Linked DNA regions of Mus musculus: region 2 is linked to region 1. The links are chromatin contacts, called in public HiChIP or PLAC-seq maps. All regions are on one chromosome and are shown on one strand. Each heading gives the region's core, a stretch centred on a gene start, on an enhancer-like site or on the middle of the called end of the contact. The rest is flanking DNA. Distances are from core to core; before and after follow the strand shown.

Region 1 (6,988 bases), core at 1,962-4,461:
CCTTAGAGTGGCATTGTGGGAGCAAGTAGCAATGATCAGACCTCTCAGGCGTCGAGCCCTTGTTTGTTGAGTGCGAAAGAACAGCCACTTTTCCCACAAGGCATGGCTCCACTGGCTTCTGGCTACTTGGTAGTAGGCAGGTTGAGCCATGGACACCGTTAGCCAAGCTGCAGGCCTGGGGACCAGACACCCATCATGAACCCTGTCACCTAGGTCTCCTCCCTCTCTGTAAAGCAGAGGCTACAGTGCCTTGCTTTCAGGAGCCATGTGAGTCCCATAGTCCAGGTCTTCTCTCATGCCGCAGAATGCACGGGACTGAATGTATCAGCCGCTGCTTGCAGCGCCACACCGTGTGTGTGTGTGTGTGTGTGTGTTTGTGTGTGTGTGTGTGTGTGTGTGCGTGTGCGCACGCGTATAGCATGATAGTTCGAGCGGGGGGCCACATTTGAAGTAGTTTTTCACCGCAAGAAGATACTGCAGTTTATCCTGTCACAATACCGCCTTTCCTCTTCCTTGTATTGGGTGGTGGCACATGCCTCCACAATGCCTTGAGGGCAGGTAGGGAAAGGACCTAAGAATGGATTTCCCACGTGAACTTGAACCAGTGTGTACCACATCCAGCCCTTGGTGGGGTGCACATGGGCCCACCTCCTAGCCTATTTCCACGGCCCAGGACCAGGCTCTGGCTCCAGAGCAGTTATGTCACTCAATTCAGCTGTACAGGGCCCTTTCCCCTCCCCTCCCTTCCTTCCTCTGAGCCCATCTACTTGGCAAGTAATGAGTCTGGGCTAGGGATAGTGCCTGTATGGGGAGGGGACCCACAGAGAGAGGACACCCACCTCGCACCAGATACGACTGGCCCATGTCATAGGTGCCTCGTCCCACCCCACACACCTGAAGAAATCAGAACCACCCACAGCAAACTCCAGTTGTCATTGAAAACCCACCGACCTGCCACCAATCCTGGTGGTGGCAGCCTGGCGGAGGAGGCGGGGCCGTGGTGCGGGAGGCGTAATTGGTGAACCCAGGGTGAATGAAATAATTGGAAAAGTGAGGTGTGAGTTTGTTAGGGAAGTGTGAGCGGGTGGGGGAGGGGAGGAGGGCTGTGTTTAAAAGCCCGCTCTGGCCTCTTTATTCACAGCTTCTGATACAGTAATTGCTATTTTGTGGTTTCTATTATCTACACAGTGGGGAGCATGTGCAGCTCCGTCCCCCGGCCTACTGGGCTGGGGATGAATCCCTAGGTGCCACGTTTCCTCCTCCATCCCTGGCCCCTGGTGGCCCCCAGCCAGCCTCTTCCCACTGACCGTGGCCTTGGCTCCCAGGAGGCAGGGTTCACATGGAAGTCCCTTCAAAGGCCTCTTTTAAAAACCGGCCTCACAGACCAGGCCAGCAGATAAGAACCTTCATAATGGCTGGTATTTATATGTCTCTTATCTCCTTGGAACGAAAGGTACTTCATTGATTTTATTTTTTCTTCCCTCCCCCACCCTTCTCTTTTCCTCCTTAATTCTCTTTGGCTATCTCTCCGCCATCCTCGGCATTGGCTTCCCACAACCCTGCATTGCACAAGCACCCAGGGCCGGTCTCTGGCCAGCCCTGTACCTGAGCACCCAGGGCAGGAGCCTCCCCTCAGACCCCAGTCTGTCACCTTCGCCCTTTGCCCCATGCTTTTCTCATCTGTCAGCCAGAGGTGGTGACAGTATTGACCCCAGCGAGCATTGTTACATCTGGGGGTGGCAGGTCTCAGAGCTGAGCGGTGGGTGGGGGTGGGGGGCTCCTTTGTCGCTGAGGTGACAGTAGTAGTAATGGACAATGACAGTGTTCCGAAGCCTCCAGTCTACATTTCTAGAAGTGTCCTCACATACTGGTAAGTTCTTCCTAAGCTCTAACTCTTAACTCTCAGCTGCTCCTCAGCCTGGCTCTTTACCAGGATCACCCCCCTGAAGCTCCTGGGGTCTTTAGGCACGAGTTCCTTGGCCATTCAGTCTAGAAGCCCCAAGCCTAGGTTGTGGACTCTCCCAAAGGCCCCCAGCTCCCATCCCCACTCCAGTTCCATGGTGGCTCCAGACTGTCCTGGCTCCCGCCACCGCACTCTGAGATGCACATCTACAGACCACAGCAGCCCGGCCCCTTCCTTCCGCCTCCTCACCAGCTTCTTTCTCCACCTTTTAATTATTTTCCTTGCTTCCTCCGGCCCCTCGGCTGCTTACCATGCACCGAGCATCCACGCTCACAGCGCGATGTGGAGGGGAGGCATTAACCTCAGCAGCCATCCCCAACCCTGCCCTCCTCTCCCTCTCTCTGTCTCCCTTCCCTGCTCCCTACCCCAACACAGCCAGGCAAAAAGAAGGTGCACATGGTCCTCTCCCTTGCCCCCACAATCCTGGGTGGGTCACTAGGACTAGCTACCACCTTACACACATACACATACACCACTTCACCCTGGATTTAGCCATATTTGGGGAAGGAAGAAGTCCCACTTCTGGCTTGTCTCTGTGGGGAACAGGGCAGGCTTGAACTAACCATCCTGTGGCCAAGCAGGGGACATCACCCTCTGCTGTTTCCCACCCAGAACAGGGCTGCTTTCCCTGGATGGCTTGTTTGTAAAGCAGGGTGGAAAGACTTGGGTGGTGGACTCCACAGCCCCTCTTCATAGTCCCTGCCTCTTCCGGCTGTCTCCTGCTGTTGGTCATTCTGGAAGTGGTTTTGGCAGAACCTGTGCAGGGCAGACATTGGGCGCCAGGCTGCAGGCACGGCACAAGCAAGATGAGTGGGGGTCCTTTCACTAGAAGAATTGCACTCGCTTGCACATACATACACACACACACACACAGACTGGGTGGTTCTAGTTGGTTCACTATGGGCAGTGGCATTGTGACAGGCGTACTGGAGATGAGGGGAGTGTGGCTGGAGAGCTGGAGAGCAGTGGGTGTTGGCACCCTCTGCTCTGTCAGACAACCAGCCTGACTGCCCCATGTCATCTATCTAGCCTTCCTACATTAGATGCCAAGCCCTCAGACTTGGGCTCGCAATGTCCCCACAGGTGACCTAGAGAACCAGTGACCAATGAGCCATTTCTGTGGACCAGGCTGGGAGCCTGCCTCAGCCATCCCCAGCTCTCCCTGTTCCTGTCAGCACCACCCACGCATAGAGACTGGTAGAGGGACCCAAGGCCGTGTGTCGTGGGACGTGCAGGCCTTTAGGTGGCAGAATAAAGCAAGGTTTTGCTGGCTGTTTGACTGGTGGCTCTCCAGGCTTCTCATCTGACCTGCTCAGACTCCGACCCCCCTCCAAATCAGCTAAGAGCTCCCTCTCAGCAAAGAGTCTGGCCAGACTCCCCTCTGCCTCTTTCCTTCCCATCCTGGGGAGGCTAGCCTTGTCGCCAGCTCCATTCCCTGAGGCCTGCACAGGCGTAGGGATGGGGGGAGCTGACAGGGAGAGCTGGACGTGCCGATTCATTTTTAGGCTTCATAATGCTGCGTTTACACACAGCCCTGCCTTCAGAAATGGGGCCAGCGGATGCCGGCTCATGCTGGCAGGGCTGCAGGTTAACGCCCCAGATTTAACTTACATCATTGTGTGAGGGCTTATGGCCTGCACTGTGTTCTTTACCCAATCGGTCCTTGGCCTGAAGCATCCCAAACCACGGTGTATGGATGCATGGACCCCGTGGCCACCAGAGAGTATAGATTTTCAAATAAAAATAAGACCTCTCTTCAAATGCAGAGCGCATTGAATATTTATCAGTGGCAGTGTGTGCGTACATATTTGATAAATGGACATTACAAAGGGATTGGGGTGGGGGCATGCAGCCAAGCGACCCTGAGGAAGCTCATTTCCTTTGTCCTAGAGTCTTTCAAAGGTTAACTCAATGGAGAGGAGAGGGTCAACCCCAAGGGTGGTCCAGGCCACAGGTCCCTGGTTGGGTTTTCTGCCCCAAAACACTGCCTGCCTGGCATAGCAGGTATCAAAGGAAGCTGTAGAGGACATGCAGCTCAGAAGGAGGGGTTGTGTGTCTTCAGATCCCTGCACATCGGGGCATCTCCAGCGCCCAGGTTCTAGGTTAACAGCAAAGATTTCATGGATTGGAGTCAGTCAGCTTAGGCTTGGCACGTGCCCGGTCCCGGATATGGAGGCTTGCCTGGGAAAGGTCAGGGGACCCCACTGACCGTGCACCCAAGAGCCTTGACTCCCATAGTCATCCCCTTGCACTGGCTGGGGAAATTCCTGGCCTGGCACGGCCTGCTCAAGACCTATCCCCATGGGGAAAGAACAAGTGTCAAGGTGTCCCCCAGGTGGCAGGAGCGACACCAAAAATTTCCCATCAGCACCTTCCATCCTGATGGTGCCCTCCCTCCCCCAAGTGGTGGCCAGCAGGGAGAAGAAAGCCACGCCTGCAGAGGAGAGAGGGCTGGGTATGGGGGAGCAGGAAGGCACATGAACGAGCCAGGCAGTGGATGTTCCCGCAGCTAGCAATCTCTGGTAACCGACGGGGTCCAGAGCCCTTGGTGTCCCTCAAAGCCCTTAGGCCCCCAGCGCTCACTCTCTGATGTCTGCCTTTTTGTCTCTAGCACCTTTGGGGAACTGAAGACAGTGCGCCTGCCGAAGAAGATGACAGGGACAGGTGCCCACCGCGGTTTCGGCTTTGTGGACTTCATCACCAAGCAGGATGCGAAGGTGAGCGCTACCCCCAGAGAAGCACAGAGCCCCTGAGGCGGCAAGAGTGTGGCTGCCTCGTGCCTTCCGCTCTCTCCCTGACGCTGATGATTTATCCAGTCTCCTTGGAGGCAGAGCACTGGGCACGGGGCTTGGAGGGCCAGGTAGTACATGCTGGTGTGTGCACGTGTCTGTCATGAATGGTGCAGGTATCTGCTTCATTGCCTAGACATTTGTCCTTTCTTCTCAGCTAGCAGCCCTTCCATTGTCACCTCTCAGTGGCAGAAGGAACAATACACTGCAAACACTAGTCCTTGGCAGCCAGAGAAACATTGTCACTGAGGGTAGCTAGGTCCCTCCTAGCCTTGCCCTGTACCTCGATTTCCTTGTCTGTGAAATGGGTTAACAGTAGTGCTCCATTCCTGCTTTGTGACAGACGATCCTATGAGGTCAGCTCCCTGGCACATGGCAGATGTTCAACACAACCTGACTCCCTTCATTGCTATAACCCAGGGACCCTGTGAGCCACACCTGTGACATCCTGTCAGCAGAGCGGCAGTGCGAGACAGTGTACGCACGGTGTCCTGAGCTCTAGGCTTCCCAGACGGGACAGGGAGGGTTGGGGTACCAGGGCCATCACTGACAGTTTCCTATCCAGACCCCCAGACAAGGCTGCCCTGGGAGACATAGAGCCTAACTCTGCCCCTGAAAAAGGCCTGCTTACCAAAGCCAGCCCCAGACATAGGCTCACCATCTATGAAGCCAGCATGGCTTCTTCCCCTTGGGGAAACCTTGGAAAAGTGACTCACCCCTCCCAGTGCCTCTTGGGCCTCACGGAGCTGCTGGAGGGACAAGCTGAGCTGGACAGACGTGGGCCCACTTCTGCATTACAGTCCAGTCCTCAGGCCAGAGGCCATGATCCTCCTAATCCCAAGCCAGCCCCTCAGCAGTGACTCACAGAGGTGGCAGCTTCTCCCTCCATCCCTTTCGGTTCTTGGCTCCTGGAACCAAGAGAAAGGGCAGCTGAGGACAGAGAGGGCTCTCTGCCCACAGCCCCGGAGACCGGCTGTACCCTCAGCTCCCAGGTGCTATTTCAGGCCTTTCCATCCCTGCCGTGGTGCTCTGCCCTGCCCTCCCTGCCAGGACTCATGCCCTTTTTACCCACTGTGCCAGTAAGCTCATCTTGATGGAAGTGGGAGTGAGCTGCGTTCCATCCCCACAGTGATCCCTTGCTCTTGCTGTTTCTTGGGGCAGCTCCGTCTGTCTCCTCCACTCCCCTGGATCTGTCTGCAGAACCGGGTTGTGTCAGGAGTGGCAGTATGAGTTCTTTTCACCTGCCGCATATCCTTGCACCATGCACACAGTGTGGTCACACTCTGAACATGGAGTCATTCTCTAGCTATGGCTTGGGGCTTGGGGTTACCCTGCTGTGGAAAGATTAGAGCCCAAAGATTAGGGCCCTCATTTTCTCCCGAGCCTCCTTTTTGCACTTGATATTTTAGAGAAGAGAGGCCCCTTTAGAAACACCCCGGCCCCTCGACGGTCTCTGGTCCTCTTGGACACTTTCTCCCATCTTGACCCTGCTCCATGTAGAGTAGCCAGTCACTGAGCACTTGCAACCTTGTAGGCTAAGAGGCTACATGTATGTCCTGGGACTGAGGCAGGAGGTTGCTTGTACAGTGGAAGACTGTGAGGCCAGAGACCCAGAGAGACTTATGTCTGCCCAGAGGGGCCAGCAACAGCCCCTACTTCACCCCACCCTGCTCCTGGTATCGGGCTCTTGGCCTGGCCCCATGGTATAAGAGTCATGGTGTAGCCTCCCACCCAGGCCCACTGACCCAGAACAAGTGCTCACTCCCCATCCTGGAATGAGCGGCTCACCCTGTACCTCACACATTCTCAGGGATCCTGACCCATCAGACCCCTTCTGAGTCACATGCATAACAACGTGGGGAGCAAAGCCAGCAGGAGGCTCCATAATGGCCACATGGAGAACCCAGGCTCCCAACAATGATATGCAGGGCCTCCCAAGAGCGCCAGCATACAAGTGACGTGTCTACTGTAGGCACATTGCCTGTCCCAGTCCAGCACACCACGATTAGTGGAGATGAGCACAAACCCTCCCTCTCCTGACCTTGTCCAACTGCACAGCCCCAGAGCCCTGCCTGCCTACGGGAGATGGATAGACAAGCAGGTGAATTCTCCCTGGTATTCTAGGCAGGAAACATCAGTGCTGCTGGAAGTGCCTGTGTTATCCCAACCTCTACACAGAAGAGGGAAGCCAGTGTCCGTCAGCTAGGAGACTGATGTAGCCGGGAGTCAGGCTAGC
Region 2 (6,988 bases), core at 1,915-4,414, 130 kb after region 1:
GCTCAGCGTGTGTGCAGACCATTTCAGCGGAGGATTTGTATCTGGTCTTTGCTATATTATGAGTTCTTTTCTTCCTTCTCCTTCTCCTTCTCCTTCTCCTTCTCCTTCTCCTTCTCCTTCTCCTTCTCCTTCTCCTTCTTCTCTCCCTTCTTCCCATCCTTTATCCCTCTGGTTTCACCCCCTCTCACTAGATAGGAAAGGATAGAGTGGAGAGCTAGAGAGGAGAGAGAGAGAGAGAGAGAGAGAGAGAGAGAGAGAGAGAGAGAGAATATGAGAGAATGAGAGAGATTTGTGAATCTATTTTCTTCTTATTGCATCTTTTACCGTAGCTACTAACACACTGCAAAGAACCCCCATGAACTACCAACCACCAAACCTGCCTCTCATGGTGCTAGCATTTATACACCCTCTGAAGTTTCCAGAATTCCAAATGTCACACAATTGTAGACAGCTATCTGCAGCTGGCAAAACCACACTCCTGCACGAGGCAAATCATAGTCAGCTGCTGTGGACAGCCTGAAGCAGCCCCATAACCCCCCCCCCCCCCCGCACCTGAAGGTTAAAACGAAAATATGTTCTTTTAATATTTCTGTGGGGTTTCTTTTGGTTTTTGGTTTTTGGTTTTTTGTTTTACATCCAGAATTCTCAATACTTGTCACTACAAGCTTTAGCCCCTAGCTCATCTCCTTCATGAGTGTGGCTTCACTGCCAGCCCTCGGGATTATGGAAGGGAGTCAGGCATAGCAGGGAGCAACCATGGGGGCAGGGTTGCCTCCATGTCCCACTGATGAACCAGGACCAGGAGATACACAAAGTAAGCGTGGGCAGCCGCAATCCCACCTCCCAGTGTGCCAGGCAGCATACCCAGGTTAGCTGTAGAAGTTTCCATTTCACCCCTCAGAAGGAAGGAATGGAGTGAAGGAGGAGGAGAGGGAGGGGGAGGGAAGCAGGAGAGAAGAAAAAAGAGAAAGAGTTACTGGAGATAAACTGCCTCTCTCATATACCCTCAAGGCTCTACCTCTAAACCGTGAGGGTCCTGAAGACAGAGGCCTCCCCCAAGGCCATCTGAGAACAGGCCACAAGGTCCCTGGCACTCCCAAATCCATTTTCTGCCAGGCACTGTGTTTGTCATCAGTGCCCCCAATGTCTCAGGGGGAATGGCGGCTTCCCTTGCAGCAACCCCCCCCCCCATGAATCTGTGCAGTGAGCTGTCTCCCACGACCCCACCTGCCCTTGGCTAAATGAATGCAGTGTCAGCCCAGATCATGCCACAGTCATAAAGATGATATATATGTTTAAAAAAAAAAAGTGAGATGTCACGGGGTGGGGGGGTGCAGAGCAAGGGGGCTTGGGGGTGAGAAGGTGATTACAGAAACAGGGGCGGATCTGGCTGCCTGCTTCTTATCTCCCCCCCAGCAGACCTGGCTAGGGGGCTTTCTGGAAGGGAGAGAGCCCCGCCAGACCCTCCCTCCCCCCACCCCAGTGTAGCTGTAGCAGAAGGCTCCAGGCGAGACCCACTCAGCAGCTGAGTGTAGGGTGGGTGGTGCTGGAGCAGAAGGCTCCAGGCGAGACCCACTCAGCAGCTGAGTGTAGGGTGGGTGAACCCAGGGGACAGGGCAGCCAGGGAGTTATTTCTAGCAGAGAGGCAAGTGTTCAGGGATGCAGAAGAGGGGTCCCTATCTGCCTAGGGGGACCAAAGACAGCAGCTATAGTGGGGAGGAGAGATATACTGGTCCTAGGATGCTGGAAGTCACCCTGAACATCTAGGTGATGTATGTGAATATGAACTGAAAGGCTGGGAAAGCTGGTGGTACTGGACTATACCAGAAAGGACAGCAAGATGTGCAAACTCCCCACTCGATCTCCACATGACCCATGGGGCAAACTTTCATCTTCTCCCTATAATGCCTTGCTCACACTGACCCTAGCTGAGGGGGGTGGGGTGGGGAGACAGAAGGTCACTGAAGAATGGCTTGGCAGAACCTCCCTCTGGAGTCCATTAACAAGTCTATGGATGGCCAATGGGCACCCAGGATCTGTCTGGCTCGATCACCTCTGCTGTGTCTCAGTTTCCCTAGTATGAAATGAGAGTATGACCAGCTACCTCTTAGAACAACTTGGGAAAAGGCATAGTGAGGGTGACCCAGGCCCTGAGACAGGTGTGAAGGTACTGTGCGACCTGGGGGGATCTTGTCTTCTCCAAGTCCTTCAGGATGGTACAAGAAGAGCAGGGGGTTGGTCCCAGACCCAATCTTTGGGAAGGGGAAGAGGTCCCTCAGGTTTCAGAGGGTTGGAGTGTGGCGGGGTGGGGGGATGGGGGACGGGTCTCCTGAGCTGGGTCACTCCCTGAGACCACACCATCCCTTCCTGCCTGTGCCCCTGCAGGATGTGGTATTTATTGAAGGGGTGGTATAGGGATCTTCCAGCCACTAAGCCATCCATCCATCCCCCGCCCACAAAGACAGCCACAGGCCCCGAAGGCAGAAGAACTGCATGTGCACACACAAATGTCTGTGTGTGCGTGCGTATCCTCCAACACTCAGGAGCACATGTCTTAAAAGATAGCGGGCCCTGGAAGGATCGCTTACAGAGGCGGAAGTAGAAGCCAAGAGGCAGGATCGCAAAGTCAGGGATGGGGGCAAAGCGACTGAGCGATCCCTAGTGACACAGATATGGAGCCAAAGGCAGAGGGAAACGGAGCTGGAAAAAGGAGACAGACACAACGGGGGAAGGGGAAGAGGAACGGGAAGGGGGGAGGGTTGGAGGGAGCACACAGGCGAGAGAACGGGTAAAGGAGGCCAACAGAGCCTCATGGGCAAAGGAGACCCCGAGTGCCTGGGCCCTTGTACCCCCCTCCCGCAGGGTCTTTCCCTGCACTCTGTCTTGCACCCCATCTATGTCCCTGGACCCCACTATTACCCCCTGCACCCCACTCTACCTTTAACCCCACCCCTGCAACCCCCACTACTATCCCTATCCCTACCTTGTGTCCCGCACCCTGTCCTGCACCCTCACCCCACCCCCGCCTCTGCCCCCCCACCCTCCACTATCCCCTCTTGAAAGCCACCCCCACCCCACCTCCTTGACAACACGGCAGGGTGTTCTGGCGCCTTTGTGGCCGCCCTGAAGTGCGCGGCGACAAAGGCCGGGTGACAGGGTTAATTCGCGCGCGGCGGTGGGAGCGGCGCGGCGGGGACAATGCGGCGTCTTTGAGCGCGCGGCCTTTGTGCCCGTGTGAACCGCGAAATCTGTTCCTGCGCCCGGCAGGCGGGGCTGCGCGGTTTAACCCCCTCCCGGCCTCCGCCCGCGCGCGTGAGCCCGGCCTTGAACCTGGGCTGTGCGGGAGGTGAGAGGGGCAGACGCGGGTCAAGGTTCTGTCCAGGGGCCTCCGACCTGCAGGCTGACCCGGACGAAACCCCGGCCTTCCTTCAGCCTCCCTTCCGGGAGAGAATCGGGTTGCATGGCCACGCGTGACCAGTTCAGCAGCTGCGGGGTTCTGCTGTACCCCCAAGTGGCCAGTCTTGGAGGTCACATTGCCTTTTCACTCAACCAAGCGACACAGGGTCAGCCGTGCATTCTAGGGACAAGGGCTTACCCTCTCTGGTGCCATCCCCCTCTGTCTTAAGAAGCATGAATTAGTGAGGAGGTGCGGAGTTCACGGTTAGCAGGGTCTGTGTACACGGGAAACCTCAACGCATCACAACCCTGACTGAGCCCTTCACTCTTGCCTGGGACTGATCTTACATTTAAACAGAAGTTTGTACCAGACATATATCGGACCCCATCATTTTCTCAGTGACTCTTTGCTCATCTGTAAAATGGGAGTAGGAGTTCCTCACCCACAGCATAGTGAATTCTTGCAGAATCTGCTTCCAGAAGCTTCCATGGTGGACTCTGACCGCTGTGGGCATCTTTTATCATTTTTTACACACATAACCTCTGACCCTGGGGAATCCCTGGCAGGAAGTTTCTATTGAGACTCCAGTCATAGATCCCACTTCCTGGGAGAAAAAGATCTCCCTGGGTGTGGTCACCCCACTTGGACACCCTTAGCTCCCTTCCTGACCAGGTCCTTAGTGAGTGGGGAGGGTGGGTCAGAACCCATATAGAGGCGTGGTTAGGACTAGGAGAATTCAAAGACTGCTCCTGTAGTGTGTGGCTTATGTTGGGACTTCTGATCCCTTTTGCTCCTGGTGTGAAAGACTGGGAGGATCTTTCTAGAACTGTGGAGGAGGGACTTGAACCCCCAGGGAAGCTAACCGGAAGTCCGTAGAGTTAGTTGCCCACCCCTCTAAGATGTCGTGATTCCTAAGGAAAAGAATCACCCACTCAAAGGTCTGACTGGAAACCTCGGGTGGCTAGGACCGTTTTCCCATCACCCATAAACATGAGGACAGGAAGCAGTAGGAAGGTACTGAGCTAGAAGTCACAACTGAGCTAGCCTGGCACTCAAGACATCAAGTCACAAGCCCCCTTTGGTGATATTTTTCCCCATCAGGCGCTTGGCTTTAACTCCTTCAGGCAGAGGTCTCCACTGTTGAAAATCTGGCTCACACCAGGACGGCGTCTCTGTGGGTGTGAACCTTGTCTGGGTGACCTTCGCATGTCCGACACAACACCATCCATGGCACGGGTGTCCGTAGAACTTAGGATGATCCGCATTCCCCCCCCCCCTCTCACCTCAGGGCTTTGCGTTTTGTTTTTTATATTATTTGTTTTTACGACGTGGGTGGAGGGCGTCCCGTGTATCCAAGCTTGACCTTGAACTTCAATTCCTCCTGCCTCTATCCCAAGCAGTACCAGGATCACCCGTAGGCACCACTATAGCCTGTTCCCCGCCGCGCTGGGGCTGGAAGCCATGCACCCTGGGCAGTACTTTGCCAACTGAGCCACACCCCAGCCTTCATCTTTCACCGACCGGAAGTTGGAAAACCCTTTCCGGTAAGAAAGTCAAAACTAAGTTTCTGAACCTCCTGACCGTTCAGGCTTCTCCAAGCTGAGGGACACGGCATCTGGAAAACTCCAGAGTTTCGAGAGGAAGCATCCGGGCACGGGCGGTGCCCACGGGGGGCTCCACGTGCAGGGTCCGCACAGATGGAGTGGCTCTGGGCTGGGGGCAAGGGGCAGATGCGACCATTCCCTCGGTCTCAGCTGCCCTCTCAGCTCCCCATTGTCTCCCACCCCCTCCCTCTCCAGCGCCCTTCTGTCATCTCCGTGCGCCCCAGACTCCAGAGGGAGCCTGGGAGGGAGAGGGTCCTCTCAGGCTTCCTTGTGTCGGGCCAAGTGGGAAGGCTGGAGGGGGGGGGCTGCATGAGGGCAGGAAGGAGGGAGGTGGAGAGGCCAGGAGGGGGGTGTCAGAGTCTATAAATCACGGCCCACTGCGCTCCTGTTTAACACACTTCTCCAACGAGTTGTCAGCGAAACCGTTAATTAATTAGGTAATCCCGCAATGAAGTGGATTCTAAATGGCTCCCCCCCTCCCAGCCTCCCATTTAGATAATTGCTGCAGAGGGATCTTTTGTGAGAGTCATTTTTTTCCCAACAGGGATGGGCCTGGAACGGGAGGGAGATGAATTTCAAGGCGGGGTCAGTGTGCTCTTCCTGAGTTGTCTGTAAACGGAGACCTTTAGAGTAATGTTCTTGTGTTTTGTTGTTTTGTTTTTGTTTTTTGTTTTTTGTTTTTATCTGAGACAGGCTTTCATGTAGCTCAGGCTGGCCTCAAACTAACTATATAGCTAAGGACCATCCTCTGGCCTTTGTTACCCCAGTGCTGGGTGCTAGGATTAGTAGTGTTGTCATATCCAGCCTAAGAGCCCCTACCCTCCAACTCTTTTTAAAGGTAAAATGAATGAATGAATGAATGAATGAATGAATGAAATGGAGTCAGGGTTGTTGCTGGGGATGAGACAAAGAACAGGGAGTGGGGCTAGGTTCCGGTGTTTGAGATTCTGGTGTTTGAGAGCTAGGATGTCTTGTGATTCTATGGATGTCTTCCTGGCAGGGTAATTATATTAATAAGTACAGTGGAGTGTGTGGGGTGGGGGAAATGGTGGTGATGCTGATGGTGATGCCAATGATAACGGTGATTCTGATGCTGATCATAATGGTGATGGTGGTGGTAGTGGTGGTGGTGGTGTCCCTTAACTACCCCTTAGCTACTGTCAGTCCATGTAACATCAACGAAACTGTCTCCACCTCTCCTGATGATCCAAGCGAGGACTCTGCCCAGAATGAACAGTCTGAGTGTGTCTCCTAGCACAAGCTCTGTCTCTAAATGCACTAGATTACTAGTAAGGTGTAGACCTGTGACCCCCAGTCGGGGCACAGTACCAGAAGCCAGAGCTTCTTGTTGGAATTGGAAGTTCCTGTCACCATTAGGGAGCCCACAGAACCACAAGAGCTGACAGTGTTATTAAGCTCCTATATACAGCCACGCCTGGTGGTTGCATACACTTAGATATCTTCTCCCTTTATTTAAGTTTCTATTAATGTGACATTTGCTACTTACTGGTCACTAGCTACTGTTCACTGTCTTCTTCCATAAGGACAGCAATTTAGCTGGAAAACCTGTCCAGACTTCTCTGTAGCAGTGAGTAGCCGTACCTCCCAGTCTGGGGCAATAGCTCTAGGGGCAGTGCTTTGTCCTTCTGGCCCCTCTGCCTGCACTGCATAGCCTTCCTTCCGTCGATTTCTAGTTAGTGTGGGAAGATCTCCAGGCCTACTCGCGTGGCTGACTCTGCACCGCCATTACTTGCTGCCAAATGCAGTCCTAAGAGAAAGAATGAAGGTCCCCACATTTGCCACTGAAACCCTGATGTGCCTCCTCTGAGAGGTGGGAGGACCATCAGAAAGAGAAAACAGAGAGAATGGCTTCAGACAGCCCCTATATGCTACAAGATGATCACACGCACACACAGACCATGTTCCCTCATCTCCATTTCCTAGCAAAGACAACAAGCAAGAAGGACCATAAATTGTAAAGAGTTGT

What was found. HiChIP or PLAC-seq counts read pairs in DNA pulled down with a chosen protein or histone mark.
Region 2: an H3K4me3 HiChIP or PLAC-seq map of embryonic hindbrain shows a contact between it and region 1, with 3 times the contacts expected there. The contact joins two enhancer-like sites. A contact is called at or near these places in 3 of 115 datasets of contacts at active chromatin or transcription factors (embryonic basal ganglia, embryonic hindbrain and forebrain) and 2 of 9 other capture datasets (adipose tissue and pancreatic islet).

What each region holds. Positions count from the first base shown.
Region 1 is chr5:120,171,285-120,178,272 of GRCm38.p6, forward strand. Rbm19 (RNA binding motif protein 19) reads left to right here. Exons shown (of 24, transcript NM_028762.1): 22 at 4,575-4,680. Among named protein-coding and RNA genes, the nearest start is that of Gm10390, 36 kb to the left of the region's middle. Within about 2 kb of position 3,212, at least 25 of the 459 cell types and tissues checked have an H3K27ac peak or open chromatin away from gene starts, as enhancers often do.
Region 2 is chr5:120,299,212-120,306,199 of GRCm38.p6, forward strand. No RefSeq gene overlaps it. Among named protein-coding and RNA genes, the nearest start is that of Gm31836, 67 kb to the left of the region's middle. Within about 2 kb of position 3,165, at least 12 of the 459 cell types and tissues checked have an H3K27ac peak or open chromatin away from gene starts, as enhancers often do.